Regions from separate parts of the Sus scrofa genome. Here all the other regions are linked to region 2. A link is a contact called in public Hi-C and promoter capture Hi-C data. All regions are on one chromosome and are shown on one strand. The core of a region is the stretch at or near the end of the contact, and the rest is flanking DNA. Distances in the headings are between cores, read along the strand shown. Region 1 holds the start of TBCB (tubulin folding cofactor B). Region 2 holds the start of LOC102164889 (zinc finger protein 569). Region 3 holds the start of ZNF567 (zinc finger protein 567). Region 4 holds the start of ZNF260 (zinc finger protein 260). Region 5 holds the start of ZNF529 (zinc finger protein 529).

Region 1 (2,700 bases), core at 95-2,594, 950 kb before region 2:
CCTTCCCTCTTCCCTTTGCCCAGTGAGCACGAGCCACCCTCCCTCCCCGATACCGGCTGCATGCTCACTTTTGGCATGGGTGGTCTTCAGTCCGCGGCAACGTGGGGTCCTGGGACACGTCAGCGATGATCTGGGTTAGTTCGCTGATGGAAGAGAAAAGAGAATAACTATGCTTAGACCAAGCCTCCCGAGCCAACAACCCCGGCCCCGAGCTCCCGTCCTGCCACTCACTCCACTTCGTGTGTGATTTTGTTGACGTAGATGCAGCTGTTGTCAGCCTCCTGCTGGTAATCACAATTCCGGCACTGCGGGAGGGAGAGTGTGGCGGGAAGGGGGTTACGGAGAGATCCCCGATGGGACTGGAAGGGAGGGCAGGGTCTTCCTCGGAGGGGATGGAATCTCGAGGTTGGGATCATGGGGTGTAGTCGAGGATCACCTCGGGGATGGGCAGGACAAGAGTCGGGTTCACTCGGGGGGTAGTTCGGGAACTAGACCAGACCCCACGGGGGGCTGTACAGGGAGCAGGGCGGGACCCCGTTAGGAACGGGTGGATAGGCTCGCGCTCACCGCGTAAAGCAGAATGCGGTTCTCCTTGTCTTCCTTGGGGTAAAGCATGTTGTTGCTGGGGGGGGGGCGGTTAAAGGTCAGTCTTGGGACCATTACTTGCTCCCCTCCAACACATGCTGGCCGTGTCTCACCATTCCTGGCAGAATCGAATACCCACGAAGCCTGGCTCGTAGGTCCCGTCCGGTTCCATAGCGGCGCGCTGCCCGCCCAGCCTTCCGCGCTTGCCCCGCTGCGCGACAGGTGGCGGGAAGGGTCAGACCTCGTAGCTTCGCCAAAAGAGGGGCGGAGCTGCGCTCGAGTACTGGCTCCCAGTGGCTTTACGCTCGGTTCTCTGCCCTGAGGTTTGATTAATTACTTGCTTCAAGCTCTTGATATCCTAGAATAATTGCTTCCAACATCTGGGCTTCGCTTCCCCAGTTTACAGAATAGTGTGGTACGAGAGCCAGAAATACAGTGCGTCACATAACCCAAAGCTCTACGCATAAAGAAGCCATGGCTTTCTGCCGACCGAAGGCCAATGCACATGCGCGAGTTTACCCGTCGCAGACTGGAGTAGCTCTTGCCAGTCCTTCCTCCTGGCTTCGGCCTTCGTCCGCCGGGCCGTCTCCCGTGCCCCTATTGGAAGAACTGTACCGGGTGGAAGACCTTTCAGGATTGGCTGGGCCCAAGACTAGGGAGAATCCTCCTCCTGGCGGCGGCGAAGAGATGCGGCGATTGGCCGACCCTCCTGGCGGGAGAGCGTGGATTGGCCAGGTCGCAGAGCAGGGGGAGGGACTGATATCCCAGAAGCGGCGGCGACTGCGGAGCGTGTGTTAGGCGGCTGAACGGGCTGCGGGCCCCCTCAGGGCGCGGCGAGATGGAGGTGACGGGGTTGTCGGCGCCCACGGTGACCGTTTTCATCAGCAGCTCTCTCAACAGCTTCCGCTCCCAGAAGCGGTATAGTCGCAGCCTCACCGTAGCAGAGTTCAAGGTGTGGCCTTGGGGGCGGGGCTCGGAGGGGCGGGGCCAAGAAGACCTGGAGGGTCTTCCCCAGTGCCGGGAGGAAGCCCGAGATAAACCGAGGTTGCAGAGGCTGGGGAATGAACCTCAGCGGGGCGGGTTCATAGGGAACCTGAGTTTACAGAGGATGGTCGCGGGGCCTGGGAAAGTCACAGGTTTCAGGATCAGGGCCCGAGGGGGTGGGGCCAGGGGTAACCAGGGATAATACCATGTGAGTATTTCTATATGGTGGGAAGGAGTGTTGGTTATGGACACAAAGGGCAGAGCCTCAGGATAGAGGACAGGGCCCCTGACAACCTTCCACCTCTTCTCCGCCTCCCCATTTGTCCTCCCACAGGATAAACTACAGCTGGTTGTGGGCAGCCCTGCTTCCTGCATGGAATTGGAACTGTATGGACCTGACGACAAGTTCTATGTCAAGCTGGATCAGGAGGATGCCCTGCTGGGCTCATACCCTGTAGATGACGGCTGTCGCATCCATGTGAGGCCTCCCTACCTGGGATCCCTCCCTTCTGTTCATTTACTTATTCAACAGATGCTTGCTGTGGTTTGCTATATGTGATAACTAAAATAGGCCCTAACCGCGTGGAGCTCCCAGTCCATCAGGGAGAGAGACAGACCCATCACCAGACACTGGCAGTCAAGAGTGGTCTGGACTGGGCTGAGAAAACCCCAGGGGACTGGAGGCAGCCAGAAGAGGTGCCTGACTCCACCTGGGGGTATCAGAAGGGGCCTCCTGAAGGGAGGGATGCCTGAGCTGAGACCTGAAGGATGAGGAAAGGGCAACCTAAGAGGAGAGTGGGAGGGGCAGGCCAGGCAGAGGGAACAGAGTGTGAGGGGGGGTCAGAGTGAGTCATGAGGCTCACATGTTGGGAGAAGCCGGAAGCAGGACCTCTGTATGCATCTGCTCACATCATCCTCTCTGTCCTCAGTGTTCCCCCCAAAAACTCCTCAGACATCCAAGCATCCCTGGTGCACTTTGCATGTGCTGTTCCCTGTGCCCGAACGGTTCTTATTTCTGTGCCCACATGGCTAACTCCTTCCTTCCAGTCTTTACTTAAATGTCACCTTCCAAGTGTGAGAGCTTTGTTGCCTCAGTTTAAAATTTAAACCTCTTCCCTTTCCTTTCCCACT
Region 2 (2,700 bases), core at 128-2,627:
ATCTCTGGCCCAGGAACTTCCACATGCCCCCCCCCCCCCCAGTGAAAAAGAAAAATAAAGTGCATTGTAACATGTGCCAAATAGTTGCTGATAAACACGTTCTTTATAAAGGCAAGCAGTTGAAAAGAAGTAAATTACCCAACATGGGTATGGTATGCATTAAAATATATACCATAAAAAACTTTAAAATGATGATGTAGACTTGTAATAGTTTAAATGGAAAGATATTAATTGGGCATTGTTAAATGGCACAGGTAGTTTACAGAACGTACCTATAGTGTGATTCCAATTTTCAAGCTATTATGAATATATATATGATTCCATGTGTATGTATTCACAGAGGGAGGCGGCAAAAGATGGGAAATAAATTTTGATAGTGGCAGGTAGAAATAGGAATGATTTTTGGTTTTTTTTTTGTCTTTTTGCCTTTTTTAGGGCCGCTTTTCGCGGCATATAGAGGTTCCCAGGCTAGGGGTCTAATCGGAGCTGTAATCACCGGCCTACGCCAGAGCCACAGCAACGTGGGATCTGAGCCGCTTCTGCGACTACACCACAGCTCAGGGAAACGCCGGATCGTTAACCCACTGAGCAAGGCCAGGGATCGAACCCGCAACCTCCTGGTTCCTAGTCGGATTCGTTAACCACTGCGCCACGACGGGAACTCCGATTTTTGTTTTCTTAGAGCTTTTCTGTATTTTGTGATTTGGGGCGGGGAGTCGGGAGGAAGGAGCATGATGTTAAAGCCCACAAAATAACCTAGCCAATATACAAAAATAAACTTTGAAATTAAATACTAATACAAAGTGTCGAGGCTATTGATGTCTCATATAAAAACATATTTCCGATTACCATAACCACAGAAACCAAGCACTGGTGCAAACAGTCTCACAAAACTACACACACAACCGAACTCTATCTACCCTTCAACCACGGAGTTTTTTCTGCGTGATGCGCAGCCACGTTCATATTGAAACAGAAAAGGAAAAGCACATCCACAAAATCCGCCCGCACACGATCCCAGGGCCACACTCAGTCACAGGCAAATGTCTGGCAAAAGTCCTGTCAAGCCACACGCCCACAGTCCTTCACACGCCACTCCCACGGCCTCAGGGAACCACCCGCGCGGGCAAAGCCCTGCCCCGCGTCCTCCTCCAACCACACGGGCACCAGGTCCGCAGGCCCCTACTCCACCCAGCACAAAGAGTCCCGGACTGTGAGCTCGCGGCCTCCCGAGGACTCACCACCAAGCCCGCGGACACAGGCCCCAATCCCACGCTTCCACACCGCCCAAGTGGCAGAGCCGGTGCGGCCCTAGCTGGGGCGCCACTAAGGTCCGGGCCGGCGGCGAATGAAGGCAGCACCGGCCTCGGTCCGTTAGACGAAGGATAACACTTCCCAGCGGCCCCCGCGCTCGCCGGGCGGGGCTGGCCTTTCGGTTGGGCAGCGGTGGGAACAACCGACCGCTGCGTTCGAGCGCTCTCAGATCGGCCCAGGGGGCTCAGCTGAGAGTTTGGCCGCAGCTGCCCCTCGTGAGTCCGGCCCTCGGAACCTGGGATTGCTACTTGGTGCTGAGACGTATCTGAAAAGATCCACAGCTTTACTGCCCCGGACTACATTTCCCAGAGGCCATCTCGGCCCACATCTATTTTCTGCAAAAAGTTTCCTCTTAATGTTTGGCTGGATCTTCGTGTTCTCGGCGTTTTGGTTCCCGGTCCGTGAAGAAAGCTCGGCTGAGTCTGTTTAGTTCCTTCTGGTCCACGCCCCACCCGGGACTGGACTTCAGTGGGATGACGGTGGGGAAAGATCAGGGCGCCGTGGAGAGACGAGAGCCGGAGCTTCAGGCTCCTGGAGGCAGTTAGAAAAGGGAGGAGTGCCATTGCGTGGTCGTATGTGGGAGACTTAAGCGGTGGAATTTGGGAGACTGCGGGGTCGAGGGAGGTCCAGTGACTTGGGGTCGTGGGAATTAATTTGCGATTATTTGTATGACCTCTTTATTCCAGCACTGACGTTTGTTCAGAGACAGTGGACAGTGTGTTTGTGTCCATTCCATGTGTGTGTTTCTGCTTTTCTGACTGGCACTTGTTACAACGTTGGAACTTACAAGGTTAAGGTAATAAACCATAATCACCAAAATATTAAACGGAAAAAATTATAGAAATTTCTGAATGTGTATTACTGGAAACACCCATGATTTTTACACCGTGTTACTCTACAGTCCGTGTGTGTTAAAAGGACATAGGTATTACAGGTAATTTAGAAAGATATTGAAGAAGACAAAGATGTTGAGCCATCAAATGAAAGTTCATGTCAATAAAGTGGCCTCGACATCAGGAGTGAGAAGTGTTAAGTGGAAAAGGAGAGAGGTAACCAGGAGCCTAAGAATCCAGCAATCCAGAGTATGTCACTCCTTCCCTCAAGACCTGATTTTCTTACTTTCTTTTTTTTTTTTCTTCAGCATTTCATATGAGTTCGTTTGACTTAAGAATTAAAAAACAATTGACAAATGAAAGTTTAAGATTCAGTGCAATAATTTTGCAGTAGGGACTAAAATGGAGAATTTTATCTATGAAAACACCCTAGTCTATGCTTTTGTGCAATAGTATGTTGGCAAGGAGAACAAAATACTGCAGACTACATCATGCTAAATATCAGGAACTTGTGGTGGTTGAAGTCAGATTTCTGACTCCTAAGCTTACTGAG
Region 3 (2,700 bases), core at 43-2,542, 700 kb before region 2:
GACCATCAACCTGGAGGGAGTGAAGAGGGGACAAAGGAGACGATGAGGAATTAAAGAAACTGATCATGCATTCTTTTGCACAGCAGACTTCCAGCAGAAGGGAGAGTTTTTAAATCGAGTTTGCAGTATTGATTTCTACAATGAACATTTTATTTGGCTTAAATGTGACTGATCTCATGTTTAAATGTTCCACAGGTGTTTTTTTATTATTATCTTCATAATGACTGAAGAAATTATTGAATGTTTCTTGTCCAGGAATTCATCCAGCCTCAGGAAAAAAAAAAAAAATCATGCAAATAGAAATTTGAGGGTAGAGGTTATGGGAGAAAGCTTTTTGTGTGCTCCCAGTGGTGGTCTACTTACGTCAATATACTGGTCATTACTCATTAAGGGTTTTCCCAAAATACAATTGTACCACCTGAAAATTATTTTAATTTTACCTCCTCCTTTCCATTTTAAAAATCTATTTTATTCACTTGTCTAATTGCCAAATTCCACAGGCATATAAAATGGCCAATATTCAGATAATCTAAACAAGACATAGTGCATAACTAGTCTTACATCCACTTTCTTAAGTGCTTCACCTCAGTCACACAATGATCCAGCCACATTCATAGTCATCGTGAACTGTGCACACAAAATACTTCAAAAATTTGACATATTCAGTCATATCACCCACTGCACAATCACAGTCCCATAGACACACAGGTCATGCATAATCCCACAGAGCCCACTACATACGTCTAGGCAAAGTAGCAATATTTTACTCATAAACCCCTAACTGTCGCCTCCTTAAAGTCGCAGTTTCAAACATAAATCGACACACGCAGAGACTCTTTTCACCTTCACAAACAATCGGCTTATAACGTCACACGCCCAAACACACACAAGAACAGGCACACAAAGCTACACAAACGGAACGCCTGTGTGTGCCAGGCCGAGCTCACACCCGCCTCGGGCTCCCTGTTCCCTTCTCGCCGTTCCCAGCCCTGGTTTCTTCCTCTGCCTAGGTCTTGCTTCCCGCTTCGCCTTCACTAGGGCCTGAACTTTCCCTTTCCCCCTCGGCCCGAGTTCCCTCTTCCTTCCTCGCTTTTCCCAGCCCAGGTTCCCGCCTCCCTCCTCCGCAATCCCCCCGCGTCCCAGCATCACCCGCCCAACCAGAGCCCGCAGGACCTACCAGCCTCGCCTTCCACTACTGGCCAGCCGTCCGCTCAAGCGCACTCCCGCGCGGGTCGTACCTCCCAAGTGTCTCCGCGGCACGTCTTCGCCGCCGCGGCCTCCGCGCGCAGGCGCGCGCGTGAGCCTTCTCGATATCCGGGCTTTTGCGGCCTTGAACTACATTTCCCACAGCCCCTGGGCAGCTTTTAAAAAGATGTTTGATCTGTGGTTCGTCTCTTGCTGCCCTCCAAAGTTCTCAGTCGCCGCGATCCAAGTGGTATAACCGGCGTCTGGGTGCGGCGGGCCCTCACGGTGAGGAGGTCTTGACCCTCTGGCACAGTGTCACGGGCTGTGTGGACCTGGAGCTCAAGCCTGTGTAGGCGTGTTTAAGTGTGTGTGAGCCTTTGTGGCCGTGATGAGGCGGGGTGTGTGCGCCGTAAGGAGACCGTGACAGGTGCAAGATGCGGGACCTTTGGGGTGACCGTGGTTAACTGTGATGTGAGACATGTGCCCCTGTGGGGTTTGAGACCGCCCTTCGGAAGACGGTGCTACCTAATGTGATGGAAGAAGCTGTGACTTCTGTGACCGGGTGGGAGTTTGGTTGTGTCATGCGGTAGAGCTTATTTCTGCAGTTCTGGGTTTAACATCAGGACTGAACAGGGCTGTTGAAGTTCTCCCTGAGAGTGTATCTGTGCCTGTGACGATACCTGTATTAACCAGAGTCGCACTGAAGCATAGCCTGAGCTGCATTTGTCAGGGCATCCCCGCCTCCAGCGCCCAGATTCCAGTGCTTAACAGAAGGTGGGTGCCAGGGGAACGAGCGTCGCCCGCCCAGAAGCCAATTTTCTGTTCTATCCTTTCTTGGGATCTGTATCCCTGTATCACTGCTTCCTCTTTTCTCCCAGTTTATAACCAGGACCCCAGCTGCAGAGAAATGGTCACCAAAATGGGAGTCAGATATTTCAGTGGTAGGATAAAGGTTATACAAGAGCATAAACCTCTTTTTGGAATGAGTTTTATTAGAGTTGGGAGTGTCCCTTAGGCAGAGTCCTAGGAAGACATGAGGAGAGCCTAGGAGTAGGAGTCCCTCCTCCGGATCTCCCTGGGGAGCTGATGTCAAGTTCCACATTTCAAATCACATCATCCTCAAAACTGTCTCCCCAGTTATGAACTCAGAGAAAGTTTCAGCCCTGGATATCAGTGATCTTGGCCTTTGCCTTTGATACTAAGAAGGGTTAGCAGTACTCCCATCTTCCCTTCTATCTGAGTATGTGTGCAGGTGATGATGTGAGCTTCTGTGTTGAAGAATTTCTTCCAGTTTAGCCATTCTGTGCTCCAAAAAAGGTTTGATGTCTCCTGTCTCCTTACTTCCCTCCTTCTCATCCTTCCCCTACAGTGCAGATCTCTGAGAGAAGAGCCCTGAGAAAAGGAAAACATTACAGAGCCTATCTGAAAACTAAGCTCAAGGTCAGGGATTTTGTTATTATTTTCTGTTTTAGTTTTTCAGAAAAGGGAAGTGTTTGCTCTCCTGAAATAGGTTAC
Region 4 (2,700 bases), core at 140-2,639, 580 kb before region 2:
TAGGGCTGCACCCGCGGCATATAGAGGTTACCAGGCTAGGGGTCAAATCAGAGCTATAGCTGTCGGCCTACACCACAGCCACAGCAATACCAGATTGAAGCCGCCTCTGTGAACTACACCACAGCTCAAGGCAGCACTGAATCCTTAACTCACTGACTGAGGCCAGGGATAGAACCTGCGTCCTCATGGAACCACAACAGGAACTCCAAAATCAGGATGTTTGTAGCAATACAGACTGGATACTGCGTTAGTCACACATACAATAAAACAACACTAATGTTAAAAATATTCTCAAATAGGAGTTCCCGTCGTGGCACAGTGGTTAACGAATCCGACTAGGAACCATGAGGTTGCGGGTTCGGCCCCTGCCCTTGCTCAGTGGGTTAACGACCCGGCGTTGCCGTGAGCTGTGGTGTAGGTTGCAGACGCGGCTCGGATCCCGCGTTGCTGTGGCTCTGGCGTAGGCTGGTGGCTACAGCTCCGACTGGACCCCTAGCCTGGGAACCTCCATATGCCGCGGGAGCGGCCCAAGAAATAGCAACAACAACAACAACAACAAAAAGACAAAAGACAAAAAAATAATAATAATAATAAAATATTCTCAAATAACTCAATTATGTGAGAAGTTATAATAACATCACTTAAATGAAAACATAAAAAATATATATGTATCTATATATCTTCATATGTGTACACGTGTAAAAACAAAATAGCACACAAGATAAACTGTTTGCCATATTAATTTTAAAAATTAGGAAGTTCAAGGAAGACGTTTCCAAAGAGAAATACTAGGTTCCAGGTTAATGACGGGTCTTTGTTATGCGTTTGCCAAGAAAAAAAAAATCACTTCCTGAAAAAAACAAAGCGAAAATATCGTCACCTTTAAAAAGACTTTTAGATGTCACAACTAATATTTTCTCCTCCTCTGAGATTTCTCTTGGAAGAGGACTATGTTAGCTAGACAGCAGTAAGTAAAAAATGGGGTTAAACCAAAGTGTGCTTGGTTTTGCAGAAACCGTTAAATTGCATAAAGTTCCAAACACCACATGTTTCAAAAAATTAGTGGGAACAAACAACCAAAACACATGTTTGCTTACAGATTTTGGCAACCTAGAGTAACCTTTGCCTCTTTAATATGCCTGCCTTTTCGAGACTATGCATTGCCCCTCACCCCCACCCCGGGTTTAAAACTTCTCCCTCCAGCTCTGGAGAAACAGTGCTTTGAGAGCTATCTCCCTGTCTCCTTACTTGTCACAAGTAATACATGCTTCTGCTTTAATCGAAAGCACGTGGTGTGTTTATTGGCTCCGCACTACAAGGGACAGACCCAATGAGCCGCTAATAGACCGAGATGGGCAAGAACAACTTTTTTTTTTTTTTTTTAGGGCACACCCGCGGCATATGGAGGTTTCTAGGCTAGGGGTCCAATCGGAGCTACAGCTGCCAGCCTACGACCCACATCACAGCTCACCGCAACGCCGGATCCTTAACCCACTGAGCGAGGCCAGGGATCAACAGCAACCTCATGGTTCCTAGTCGGATTCGTTTCTGTTGCGCCACGAAGGGAACTCCCGAACCTTTCTTGGGGTCCAAATGATAAAGTCACCTTACTCCCTTGCCCTCCCGCCCCCAAAAGAGGAAGGCTAACAGAGAAGATCTAGGCTTCCACTTTAACCTCAATATCATATTCAAGGTCTTTACTGCTAAGGGGAAGAGCCATCCCGTTTCTCACATATGACTATACGTGACACACAGTGCCGACCCTCAAATTTACGCATCCAGTGCTGCACAGTCACATATCTACCGCTAGACACAAAGGTAACAACCTCAGTCATAAATTCTTCCCTCCGCACAGTGCCACACAGTTTCCGTTGGGACGCAGTCACAGAAGCACAATCACAAAACTCCCTATGCCTGCACACAAAGAGGAACACATGGTCATTTAGAAAAAATTCACACACCTACCACAGGGACACACAGTATCACACCACGGCGACTCGCTACGTAAAACTCCTCACATACATAAACACGGTATCACACACAGTCACAAAAAAAAGACACATCACTGAAGCACAGAGTCACACACAACTTCATAACCGACACTCCCCTCCCCAAACCCGCCCATTCCGCCTGAACAGACTTAAAACAAGTCTTGATCCCGGTTCCGCGAGACAGACGTTTCACCTCCAATCTCCCGCGCAGGGCATCAGCGGCCGGGCTCAACCACTCGAGACTAAGGCCCGGCTGCCGAAGAGCTCCGCTCAGAGCCGCCGCCGGAGACCGCGGCGCCCTCTGGGAAATGTAGTTGAGCGCCGCACTCGCGAGGGACAAGATGGCGCCGGGGGTGAACCCGGCCAAAGAGATCCGCCCACCACTCCATTCTTCACCCCTGCTCGCCCCCAACCTCAAACGCGCCCTGGAGCTTGGCGCTCCTGGCATACCCTGGCACTGTGGCTTCTAGTGGGAATCACCCCAGCGTGCTTAAAGTGAGCTTATTGTATATAACCCGAGGCATATCACTGCCCTCTCCCAGAAGTAGACCTAACACAGGTAGAATGTTATTTACCTAAGTCCTGAGGCTCAGCCTAGAGACACTTGTCCCCCGACAAGGGAGACAGTGCCAAAGCTATGGTGGAGTTGAGAAAGCGCGAAAGACGATTGGAATCACTGAAACTTCTGGGAAATGTAGTCCACAGTCAC
Region 5 (2,700 bases), core at 144-2,643, 620 kb before region 2:
TTTCCATGTCTGGGCTATTGGGAATAATGCTGCAGTGGAGACAGGAGTCAGATACCTCTTTAACATCCTGTTTTCATTTCCTTGGGATATATCTAATACTGCTATTTTACTTGATCAGTAACAGACATAATTCTGCAAGCAGAATCAAACCGACAGAGTTTCTCAGTCATTCATCAGTATCACTTATGCAGTGATCCACTTTCACAGTCATCATGGAATGAACACACAAAATCATGATAAATAAGACTTGGTATAGACACATTCCGTGTCCAATAATCTAACCCACTTCACAAAACCACAACTCAATGGGCCCTATGTGACATTCCTAACTCCATTGAACCCATCTCATAATTCTATAAAACAATACCAAGTCAAACTCGGAAACCACTTGATAGTCATGCAATCTCAAACACAAATCACAACTAATCGTTCTACAAATTTGTTAGCTTCTTAAAAAGTTAAATATAAACCTAACCTATTAGCAACAATTTTTTCCTCTTAGGTATTTCCTCAGAAGAAATGGAAACATGCCAGCGTTATTCGTAATATATAAAATCTGGAAATTTCAATGTTCATAGAGAAGAAAATGAAAAATCAAATTGTGGCACATTTGCACAATGGAATGCTTTCCAGAAATAAAAAGAAAGAAATACACAACATTAATAGATCTTACAGAACGAGGATGAACTAAAGGAGGCATATGGAATTGCAGAACTGACAAAACTAAATTACGAGGACATGTATCAGAACCATGGCTGGCTCTGTTGTGAGTCTGGAAAAGGACTCCAGGGAACTTCCTGGCGGTGAACACACCAGAGCAGTCAAACACGGCTCCTCGGTACTACGTGCCTCGCAGGGTGTCGGGGCTTTCTCTAGGGGCAGAACTGAAAACAACAACAACAACAAAACCCTCTGGTTCAGGACCACGGACCTAGGGTCCCACACGCACGTACAGTCCCGAGTGAAGTCCTCTCCTGGGCTCTCTCCCGCTGGAACTCCCTCCGCGCGGCTTCAGCCCTTCTTAGCCCGGCCTCCCTCCGCCGGGAGTCCCGATTCCCTCTCAGGCCCTTCTCTGCCGGGTTTCCGGCTCCCTCTTCCCTCCACGGCCTGGCGTTTCTGACTGTCACCGGGCCTTCCCGGCGCCAGGCTTCTTCGTCCGCTTCCTCGGCCCGCGCTGGGCGGGCTTCCGGTTCCCTTTTCTGCCCTCCCCGACCCGGGCTTGCGATTATTTCCTCGGCTTGCGGTCTCGTTCCTTACACGACCTTACCTCGCTCGCAAAGGGCAGTCACCCGTCACTTCGGCATCTGAAGGAACACCAGCTGCAACCCCTCTGCCGAGGGCGAGCGATCAGCGCGCCCTAGAACCCTCAGGGGTCGCGGGGCGCGGAGGAGTCTCTGCGGCTGGTGGGATCCACGTTCGGTTCAAATGTCTTTTAGGTGTTGGACTACATTTCCCACAGGCCCCAAAGCCCCAAATGAACTTCGACGTTTGGCTCCCCTTCCGGTGTCGCGGCGCTTGTAGGGCTATGCCTGGTGAGTTGAGGTGACCCAGGTCCGGCTGTGGGAGAGACAGGTGGTGAGGAGGCCTTTAGCTCCCAAAGCGCGGATGGGGCGTGTGCAGCTGGAGCCTCAAGCCTTGTGTGCATGAGCCGCGGAGGCAATTGTCTGTGACGGCGTCATTGCAGAGTGTTAGTTCGCACTCGTACGTGTGTGATAGAAAGCGAGAGCGAGTCAGAGGGTCTTGGGGCCCTGATTCGCATGGCTGGTATCTGACTGGGCTCGCGGGCTGTCAGGGGCGGAGCCTACTGTGTGACCTCGGTCTACAGGACCGTGGCCGAGAGGGTGTGTGACACCGCGACCGCGTGGTCCTGTGACAGCTCTGTTGTAAGTATGACTATTACGTGTGAACGAAATGGAGTTTTGTTTTGCTTTCAGTGAGCTTAAGTTCGGAGTTTTGTTTTTTTCAGTGAGCTTGTAGGAGTGGGTAAAATTTCTTTTATGGATATAGAATGTATATGTATACATATACATAAAATTATATGTATATGTAAACTATATCCCCGCGCCCCCCAGTACCCAGCGTAGTGCTTAACTTAGAGGGTAAAGGGAGTGTTACCCATCCAGGGTACCAATTGTAGGTTCCATAATTTCTTGGAATGTTTCCCTAGATTCTCTTCTGTCCTCACACCATGTAACCAGTTGGATCTAGCTGCAGAGAAATGATCGTCAAAGAGAAAGTCACGAATATCCCTCCTATAATGAAAGTTCTCAATAGAAAAGTACATGGTCAATCATGAGATGAGAGTTTAGGCTTGCACTTGCCTTCAAGATAGGCTTCTGGGAAGACCTGAGGGGGAGGGCACAGGTGCAGAAGTTTTTCCTGGGTTAAACTCCCTTGAATGCATTATGGAGGCCAGAACCACAGCATTCCCTGAGCTGTGGCCCCTAGATGTTGCTGGGAACATATATTCTAGCTCTGGGCATAGATGATGTTTACCTTTTTCTCTGATACTGGTAAAACTCCGTATTGTAGTTTCCCTCTTACTTCTGTTTTATGGTGAGTGATGGGCCATGTCTGGTGGTGGACAGTGTTTTCTTATTTAGCAAGTTTAGTCCCACAAGTCCCTTCTTGTACCTGTAGTTCCGCAAGTCCTGAAGTGAAGAGCATTGCTACTTAGTGGCCCATTCAAAGTCAGTTTGT

What was found. Promoter capture Hi-C pulls out the DNA fragments that hold promoters and counts their contacts. A called contact is a pair of places that touch in the nucleus more often than the background predicts.
Region 1: a contact with region 2 is called in a promoter capture Hi-C map of fetal liver, with 4 times the contacts expected there. The contact joins the promoter of TBCB here to the promoter of LOC102164889 in region 2. A contact is called at or near these places in 1 of 5 promoter capture datasets (fetal liver), 1 of 47 Hi-C or Micro-C datasets (embryonic fibroblasts) and 1 of 2 datasets of contacts at active chromatin or transcription factors (skeletal muscle).
Region 3: a promoter capture Hi-C map of liver shows a contact between it and region 2, with 11 times the contacts expected there. The contact joins the promoter of ZNF567 here to the promoter of LOC102164889 in region 2. A contact is called at or near these places in 1 of 5 promoter capture datasets (liver), 2 of 47 Hi-C or Micro-C datasets (heart right ventricle and liver) and 1 of 2 datasets of contacts at active chromatin or transcription factors (skeletal muscle).
Region 4: a Hi-C map of liver shows a contact between it and region 2, with 4 times the contacts expected there. The contact joins the promoter of ZNF260 here to the promoter of LOC102164889 in region 2. A contact is called at or near these places in 1 of 5 promoter capture datasets (fetal skeletal muscle), 2 of 47 Hi-C or Micro-C datasets (heart right ventricle and liver) and 1 of 2 datasets of contacts at active chromatin or transcription factors (skeletal muscle).
Region 5: a contact with region 2 is called in a promoter capture Hi-C map of liver, with 4 times the contacts expected there. The contact joins the promoter of ZNF529 here to the promoter of LOC102164889 in region 2. A contact is called at or near these places in 2 of 5 promoter capture datasets (fetal liver and liver), 2 of 47 Hi-C or Micro-C datasets (heart right ventricle and liver) and 1 of 2 datasets of contacts at active chromatin or transcription factors (skeletal muscle).

Annotation. Positions count from the first base shown.
Region 1 is chr6:45,481,198-45,483,897 of Sscrofa11.1, forward strand. It overlaps TBCB (tubulin folding cofactor B), which reads left to right and starts at 1,345. Exons shown (of 6, transcript NM_001205403.1): 1 at 1,345-1,537; 2 at 1,904-2,047. The coding sequence starts at 1,424. It overlaps POLR2I (RNA polymerase II subunit I), which reads right to left and starts at 1,121. Exons shown (of 6, transcript NM_001205404.1): 1 at 699-1,121; 2 at 568-622; 3 at 232-305; 4 at 69-143. The coding sequence starts at 757.
Region 2 is chr6:46,435,002-46,437,701 of Sscrofa11.1, forward strand. It overlaps LOC102164889 (zinc finger protein 569), which reads right to left and starts at 1,378. Exons shown (of 7, transcript XM_005664555.3): 1 at 1,242-1,378.
Region 3 is chr6:45,736,738-45,739,437 of Sscrofa11.1, forward strand. It overlaps ZNF567 (zinc finger protein 567), which reads right to left and starts at 1,293. Exons shown (of 6, transcript XM_021097128.1): 1 at 1,178-1,293; 2 at 1-10.
Region 4 is chr6:45,856,685-45,859,384 of Sscrofa11.1, forward strand. ZNF260 (zinc finger protein 260) reads left to right here and starts at 1,390. Exons shown (of 5, transcript XR_002345315.1): 1 at 1,390-2,700.
Region 5 is chr6:45,810,912-45,813,611 of Sscrofa11.1, forward strand. ZNF529 (zinc finger protein 529) reads left to right here and starts at 1,394. Exons shown (of 4, transcript XM_013998445.2): 1 at 1,394-1,532. LOC110261284 (a long non-coding RNA gene) reads right to left here and starts at 1,408. Exons shown (of 2, transcript XR_002345332.1): 1 at 1,268-1,408; 2 at 1-884.